2 separate regions of the Oryzias latipes genome follow, and region 2 is linked to region 1. The links are chromatin contacts, called in public Hi-C maps. All regions are on one chromosome and are shown on one strand. Each heading gives the region's core, a stretch centred on a gene start, on an enhancer-like site or on the middle of the called end of the contact. The rest is flanking DNA. Distances are from core to core; before and after follow the strand shown.

Region 1 (4,294 bases), core at 1,667-4,166:
CAAGGTAAAACGTTTTATACTCTAAATCAAAACAAAAGGAACTTATTCTACCCACTCCAACACAGTTTTTGCTTTTATGGTTTTCTCAGGATATGGTTTGATTCTTCATGGTTTTTATACAGATTACAGTCTGCTTTGAAGACAAAGCTGCAGAGACAAGAATTCTGGGAAGCAGAGATGCCAGCAATGCTGCCATTGTCAAGAAGAGACAAGTTTGGGGTAACAGGATCTCAGGGGCTTTTCATGCTTCCTAAATCTGTGAGTTGAAATAAAAAACAGGCTTGTGAATGATTGTATATGAGGAGATTGGGTAATTTCCCTCTAATTAAAATCAGCAGTAGGCCTGTTTCTCTTTTAGTCTTCCTACACAGAAAGCTTGTGTTGACTTAGAGCGAAATGTATCAGTCAAATAAACATTGTTTTAACGTATTTTTATTTTCACAATTTGAATTATAAATTGAACCCTAACCCTAACCCTAAGTAGCCAGCAGCACTATAGTGTTGGTTATGACAGGATGAGCACCGAGCACTCATATTTATATTAACCTGTAAGAACCCAGACCCATTTTTTCTTAAAAATAGAATTATGTATATTTTACCACAAACCAAGTGGACCACAGAATCCATTTCTGATATTGTTCTATTACTCTAATGCAGTGCTTCTCAAATAGTGGGGCGATGCCAGGGGGGCGGGTCTTAGGCACAGGTAATATGGGCAATTGCTCGGGGCGCAAATTTAACGGGGGGCGGTGGTAACAGCGGCTCAGTGCTTGGAAAAAAACATCTGTGCAGCTGTTACAAACTCTGTGATGGCCTGAAACCTGTGAACTGCCGTCCCTGCAGCTGCTCCTGTCTCCTGTCACACGCGACTCGTGTCTGTGAGAATGAAAGGGGAGGGGTAGTGGGCTCAGGCAACAAAGTGGAACGCTGCCTAGATTGCGCATCACCAGGATCATCGCGTGCCTTTATTACTAAACTCATGCTAATAATGTCATTCTTTATTAACTATTGTAGACATTTTGATGACGACTTTACTGTCCATAAATGTATTCTTTGTTTTCCTGTGTTTACTTGGTGTCAGTATTTGACATAAAGACAGCAGGTAATGCTGGAAAACAGCTGCACTTTATGAGATCAGAAATAAACAATCCATCATTTAGAAAAAAAATCAGCACAATGTTTTTTTTTATATTTATTCAGACTAAAACGTTAAATATATTGGTGCTGCTGTGTTGATGTTTCAGATCAATTTACATTTAATATTATTTATTGATTGAATTATTTTTCTCAGCATCAAATGGTTCAAAATTGGTCAAAAATGTTTTCTAGTTTAAATGAGGACTGACAGATTATTTTATTTCAGGCACTTTAAGCTGTTTTTCTGTTTTAGACTAGAAGTGGGTTTCTGTGTGGCAAAATTAAGTTAATAATTTTTGAAAGTGGATTTATGTTGCTTTTTTTCTTTAGTTAATGTTAAAAGATACAATTTCAGGCATTCTTACACAATTTTTTAGCTACTAAACTAATGTATTGTCACCGCGGCGAGTGTGAGTGGGGGGTGGGGGGATTAGGGGGGCGCAAAACATTTTCTTTTTCCAAGGGGGGGGCTTGCAAAAAATAATTTAGAAGCACTGCACTAATGTCACCATGGGTTCTTTGTATATTAGTTCACAATCGTACTCTAAAGATTATTGTATTTAAAGTATTAAAAGTATTGAACAATGTATCACATATATACCGTATTTATATATATAAGCGTTTCATGAGGTCTGGAAATATAGTCATCTTGAATAATGTCTGCCAGCCGAGCGCTTCCACTCATCATCTGAATGCTTGTTTTTCTATTATTTATTTTGTTTTGTTTTAATGTAAAGCTCTTTGTGTTATAATTTTATATGAAGAGTGCTTTATAAATAAAGTTTGATTGATTGATTGATAAATACTGATCTGAATGATTCTGAAATAATAATAAAAGATAGTTGATTTTAGCCCCTTCACACCATTTGTCACTAATTCACAATGTCCCATTTATTCCATGACTTTATTTAATTTAGCATCGGCTTAAAAGGGAAAAACACTGAATATTTATTTATTTAATTGTGTATTGAGGTGCAGTGGTTAGCACTCTTGCCTCAAAGTTAGAAGGCCCTGGTTCAAATCCTGGTTGGGAGCTTTCTACGTGGAGTTTGCGTGTTCTTCCCGTGCATGCGTTGGTTTCCTCCAGGCACTCCGACTTCCTCCCACTGTCTAAAGACGAGCTACAGAGGTTAATTGTTTAGTCTGAAGTGTCCCTAGGTGTGCACGTGTGAGTGTGTATGGGAGTCATTGTGTGCCCTGCAACAGACTGGTGACCTGTCCAGGGTGTACCTCACCTTCATCCAACACTAGCCGGGACAGTCTCTGCCATCCCCTCGACCCTGACAGGGATATAGCAGGTTAAGAGAAGTAATGAATGGATGGATGGATGGAATACCTTTTTTATAATTGAAAATACTCGTGAAAGGGTTAAACATATAACAGATTTATAGGAAGTATTTAACATTTTACAGCATGTTGGTGTCAAACCAAAATAAAATCACAAACCATGCCTTCAGTTCTATTTTTTTCCTTTTAGTCTACAAAAAAGAAAAATGTGTTGCAATTGCACTTTTTCCCCATCATCCTCTCTCTCTGTACTCACTTTAATTGTATTATTTTTTTCATCACTGCAAGATAACTTTGACCAAAACATCATTACTTAAAAATCTAATGTCCACACATGACTTCTTTTGGAGTCAGTTTTGCTGTTGCTGTGAGGGAAAATCATTTTTGGGTTTTTTTTGTGATTCACACCATTCACTCTAATACAGATAGAGAAATAAAATGTCATCTGTTGTGATCAACAGGGGTCACTGTTGTCTCGCAGCTTTGCTTCAGCCTAAGCTTAATCAGTGTTACCTGTCTTGCAGGACTGTGATAGTATGCGTGAGCAAGCTTCATTACTCTTGCATATGGACAGAGTGTCTTTGTTTGGAACGGGTCTGGAGTCCTTCATCGCTTCAAGCTGCTTTCAGAGAGCCAACCAACTAAAAATACAACTGCAGAGTGATTAAGATAGTACTTGTTTTTTCCAACCCAAGAGCTGCTTGAATCAGAGTAGATGGAAGTTATTTCACTTGTAAAAAGCAACAATCTTCTTTTCTTTTTAGCTGAAAATGCATTTTTACCATGAAAACATTATGGTTGCAGTAACCTAATCACTGTTGACAAATTTACCTGAGAGCAAAACACAAAAGATACTTCATCTTTAATTTAGGCAGAAACCTGCAATATTTTATTTTGTTTTTTCTGACGCCAAGCACCACATCAGCATTCAGCCTGTTACAAGGCTTGACCGTGTTTATTTCAATACTGACTCCTTTGAAATGTTTTATCAAATATTTGGTTTTGATGGAAAGTCAAACTTTCCTACCCAAAACGGTTCAAGAACCTGAAAGAAAATTTAAATCAAAGACCTAACATCATTTTGAATGCCTTTTTTCAAAATGTATCAAATAAACAAATAAAAGGACAAAAGGTTTTTACTGTTTTAACATATTCAGATTGACCCCTTTTTCCATCAAACACACAAAAATATGAACCAACAAAATTAGGTTTTATTTACACGAATCATAATGTAGGTTTGAGTGGTTAAAAAAAAATCCAAGTAGTTTTATATATATATCTAACTTTCCAAAGATTCTTGACATAAATTAAAATGAGCTAAAAACCAGCTTTTGCAGTTTACCCATCTTAGTACTGCGCTATTTTTAACAAATCATCGTTAAAACTTTCAAATTGCTATAAAGTCTGTGTCCCAAACTTTTTTTTTCTGCAGTAATTTGTTCCTTTTTTGATGATAACAGCACTAGTCTTGGATTATAGGAGCTGTTTTCTTGTTTTAAGGGGCTTCGCAACTATACCTTTGGCTCCACTAGTAAAGACCTAAAGTGTTTGTGAAAAAGTGCATTTAATATTATTTGTTTGCACTTTTGCTAACCATCAGAGTTTTGTATTTGCTGCTGCCTCTCATTATTGTCTCGCCATAACACTTCTTTCCCTGTTCTGCCTTTGTTCAGTTGCAGATTGCTCCTCAACTTTTCTTCTTTACTTTTCTGACAGTTTCTCCTTCTTTCCACTCATTTGTACTTCTTCTGTTTTACAGTGACTTATATTTTCAGGGGATTCACTTGATAAATGCTTGATTTAATTTTCTTCTGTTTGCCGTCCACTGCAGTGAAAAGGGGGCCCAGAGCAGAACTTTTAATGCAGTCCC
Region 2 (4,764 bases), core at 1,531-4,030, 97 kb before region 1:
GTGATGCTGAGAGCAGCCAGCGGTTGGGCCCTCTTCCCACACTCCCCATCCCATCAGCTGATCTGAAACAGAAAGTAGCAACTGAAGAAAAACAGTATGGTTTGCAAATTCTGTCAGGAATCTGAAAAGAAAAAAAATAAAATAAAACACTGATGTACTACTGTATAGTAAAATAGGTAATGATGCCAGCGTGGAAAATGAAAAAGAATTGAGAAAAAAATGATCCTACTATCTCAAATTGGTCCATAATATGAAGAAATTAGAACAAAAATAAGATAAAAAGGGATGGTATCTGCAAGGAAAACAATGCCTCTGGCTTTTGTTTGTGCTGCCGCATTGCACTAATTGTCATAGTGTTTGTGACTTGGGGCTGTATAACTTGCTAAACTTTCCCTGCCACAAAGAAAAACAGCAGATTGCTGTGCTGCTTCAAACGGTCGAGTCACAGCATGATCTCTTAAGGATGCATTATTCAACATGAAGACAATGGCGCTTCTGTCGGGGAGACAGCAGAGAATGCAAACGCAGACTAAAAACAGAAAGAAAGCAAAACGCATCTCTGTGTTATCCGATTGCAGAGGCATAATAAATGAGACTGCCATCTCTGAACAAAAGCTTTTGAGCATTGGAGATGGAGCACTTGTTGAGCTAGTTTGGGAGGGTCAGGCAACACACTGGCTGCAGTTAAACAAACAGAAAGTGATCTTTAATTAAAGTCAACATCATTGGGATGGTTCCTATTATATGTATGGACAGCATGTGGAATTTAACCACCAGGGTTAATTCCATATCCTCTGTTATTAGAACATTTTTTTCCATCATAATCCAGGATTGATGCAACCTTCATGACATGCAACGTTGCTTTCTTTTTAGAGAAATGTGTTTCCTTTTGAATTCCAAAAGAAAAAAAAACGACAATGGAAGTTTCAGTTTGTGGTTTATAGTTCCTCTGTTTTCACACATTATGGCCTTTTCCTGGTGCTGAAATTTGAGAAACCCCAAGGCTTGCAGGAAGGGCTGCAGCAGTTGATTAAGTAAGTGAAAATAATCATAAAATAAACAGACATTCTAAAGTAAAAACAGAGTCATCGTTTCATGGAAATATGATAGAAAGCATTTTAATCATGAACAAAAATGTTTGTTTTACTCTACCTCAGATGTTTATATGTTTTTCTGTCATCTGTCATGTTTTTTTTAAGTAAGAGCATGATTAATTTTTTTTTCTAGAAAAATCCTATTATTTTGTCCATGCATAATTTCTATTCCCTTTAACTGGAGTCTTTCTGAAGAATTTATTTTGACAAACTGACTCAGACAGGATGGCCAGAACTGTAATTGAATTGCAATCTTCCTACAAATAAAACTAAAACCAACCAACCTCTTTTCTCAGAAAGTATAAGGAAAATTATACCCCGACAGACGTATTATTTTAATCGGTACAAGTTTGAAATCTTTAAAAAAATAATAACAAATGTTTCTTAGACAGGACATTTTAGCAAGTGTAGTCTGTAGAATCTTTATTTTGTTACAACCCTTGCCTCATAACAAAAGGGTCCCATTGTTGTTGCATGATCTTACTCACATGTTGGGCGTTTGTTATCTCTGAAGCTAAGATGATGTGATCAAAATGACCCCAAAACAAACAAAAGAAAGATTAGAAAATATGTGGCAGTCTTTTTCAGACTGCATGTGCACATAGTAGCAAAATGGTCTGTTGTAGGTTCAGGACCTTCCTAGTGTCTTCCAACATGCCCAGAAAATCCCACAATTACAAGTTTAAACTTTAAGCTTCCAATTTTTACATTTTCTATATAGAGTTTTAGAAAATTGACTACCGGTACATAAAACACACTAACCTGTTCAGAAAGTTGTTTACCCACTCAGGAGAAGTGCCTTGCTTACCCCTCCCATGAACCAACAACAAACACACCAAAAGCCCTGAAATAAAATGTTTATTTTTTGCTTTTTAGTCATGTTTTACCATCTACACGATTTCTCGCCTGTTTCAAGCACATTTTATTAATTAATTTTAATTATTGTGCAAAATGAAAGATGAAGATAATTCACCTGCTGATGATAAGATTATAACTAATGCACGATTTGAAAACTGGATTGTTATGGATAAATATGACTGTCAGCAAATAGAATTAGATTAAACAATCAAAATAAGAAACCACATATAAAAATAGTAAAAAATAAACAACTGACAAAAAGTTACCCTTAGGTCTGGCTCTTTTGCTTTGATCTGGGGGGTCCTGTGGCTATTCTGTGAATGTGGACATTTCCCTAAAAACATCGTTTCCACACTTCAATACAAAACCCAGGCTTCTACATGGCTTCATTTTATTACTCTTTTTATCATGCAGTGTGTCTGTCTACGTGTGTATTTGTGGGTGGGTGGTTTGGGTGGCGGGGGGCTCGGCATTGTGTGCGTTTTAAACAAAACATTTGTTTGTCCTGTTCTTTTGTTTTTAAATTTGATTATGTTTTTCTGTGACGCGTTTTGAGTGACCTGAGTTGTAAAAGTGCCATACAAATAAAGTTTTATTTGATTTGATATACATATGTATTTTTCATTTGATAAGAATAAATATGCAAAATGAGCATTATATGTTCCAATAAATTAAAAACTAATTAAAATCCGTAGGTGTACAGTATGTATGCATGTGTTTTTTTTTTATAAATGTGGAGTAAAAGTGTTTAAAAGTACCTTATGAATTAATATATGGACTACATTTCGTAGGGCACAAAGAACATCCGGGTCGTTATTAACGTCATATTCATGCGACCCGAGTCATTCCGGTATCATGAAACAACTACCACAACAAATAGCCTAAATAAATTAGACAAACCCTTACAATTATTTTTAACTTTAAATATTATTGTATATATTTTTTGTCTTTTCACTTGTCATTTGGAAAAGATGTCTGGAAAGGCCAAGGATATCCTACAGATGGATCTGTATGGCTTACTCGGTATTAAGAGTTCTGCCACAACCAAAGAGGTACGCTAAGTATTTGTTTAATAAATAAGAAGTTGGATTCTTTAATGAAAAAAAAATAGTGGCCGGTTTTAACCGAGTAGTTGATTTAAGCACAAAAGATTACTAAGTTAAAGAAAAAAACGGTTTTGATGAGGAAGGTAACTGTGCTGTAGATGCATGCTAAAAAAATGATTTTAACGCAGTGTTTGTGTGTGAAATAAAGCTCGAGGTGAAAACTTTTGAATTAGTTAAGGTTTAACGATGTCAAACTAAAACAATGTTATATATTGCTCAATACTATCTTGATAAAAACCCCCATTTAAAAGCAGACAACCTGGTGCAAGACCGGCTAACTGCTAACTCACAGTGACTGCAGTTAACAGTAGACACCACTAGGTGGTGGTGTTACACCAATTTACTCTAATGTTTTTCTGTAAGAGCATGGTAATTATGATCTCAAGAACCATCACGTGTGAAACCTATCGAGAAACTTTTGTACATACATGTGCAACATAATTATTCATGAAAAACATTTCCATCATCCATTTTTGCATAAATATAATTTTTTTAAATGTTAAACATATATATTTTTTGTAAAACCCAATCCCCTTTCATCTACTAGTTCCTCTCTTAGTCAGAAGTGGTTCACCATAGTCTTTTTCCTATGACCACCGCTGCCTTTACAATCCTCTTGTCTAAGGGGAATACGCATTAGCTGCCAAAATGAGGGAAGAAGTTAATTTTCGTAACTGGATTTCAAAGTGCTCAACTCCCCAGAGGATTAATGTGGAGGGAAGTTAAGGGTTGTGGTTTGTGCAGAATTGAGGCTCCAAAACGGAGAGTGCTGGTTCTCTGTGAGGTCGGCTGATGATTGGGAGAGATAGTGGACTTCTGTGCAGATTGGAGCTCCAAAATCAGTCAAATGTGGGCATACGCATATCATGGCATTTGTTTGGCCCACTGCCCTCTCCCCACTTTTGTACACGTTGTTTATTGCAGCTCGCATGGAAGAGGCCGATCTCAAAGGTGTTTATGCAGGCTGAGCTTGTGAGGAACTTTCTATGACTTTCCCATATTCCCTTGTGGTTCTCTAACCTTGTCTTCCTGTTATCACCACTGTTGACCATCCCTTGCGTGTGGCTCGTTGAGACGTGTCGGAGAAACATGCATGTCAGAGCTTATGATTTAATGACTGTAGATGACCGGGGTTTGCTTTATGGTGCTGCTAAAGCAGGCTTTTGCTCGGGTCTAGCCACCGGAGTTGAACCTACCACAGATTGCTTTGGTGAAACAATGTCAGCAGCCAGGACCACACAATGTTCTCGCGGTTATTCAGCTACTCAAATTTTATTCAACCAAATTACCTAAGGCTTTGCAGTTTGCAGCAGCAACATGCCTGCATGGTTTACCTCCAGACAGAGCATTTTGAGCTCAACTGTTGGCCACATCTTTGCAGGGATTTGATTCTTAAGTCTTTATAACTGTGATTAAGGTTAATTAGTTTGTAAAGAATACCATTACAGAACAAGGATTGACTCAACAAAACTGTGGAAAAAGCTCTCACATGTCTGAATGACACGCTGACAGATCATTGGAAGGCTTCATAGTTTCATAGACATGGAAAGACATTTTTTTATAGTTTATTTACATCTCCAGGTTATTGAAAACAAAAAATATGGTTATTGGAAGGAAGAATACAAAAATGAGCTAATGTAAAAGCAAATTTGCTATGATTTTAACCAAATTAAATCAAAAATGGGGTGAGGATACATACTGCCATG

What was found. Hi-C and Micro-C count contacts between places; a contact is called where the count stands out from the background.
Region 2: a Hi-C map of embryo shows a contact between it and region 1, with 4 times the contacts expected there. The contact joins the promoter of dnajc17 here to the enhancer-like site in region 1. A contact is called at or near these places in 3 of 5 Hi-C or Micro-C datasets (embryo and fibroblasts).

The regions. Positions count from the first base shown.
Region 1 is chr22:14,527,588-14,531,881 of ASM223467v1, reverse strand. No RefSeq gene overlaps it. Among protein-coding and RNA genes, the nearest start is that of bmf, 20 kb to the right of the region's middle. Within about 2 kb of position 2,916, at least 1 of the 8 cell types and tissues checked has an H3K27ac peak or open chromatin away from gene starts, as enhancers often do. A contact at or near this core is called in embryo, where this site is marked.
Region 2 is chr22:14,623,631-14,628,394 of ASM223467v1, reverse strand. dnajc17 (dnaJ homolog subfamily C member 17) reads left to right here and starts at 2,780. Exons shown (of 11, transcript XM_004082352.4): 1 at 2,780-3,004. The coding sequence starts at 2,783.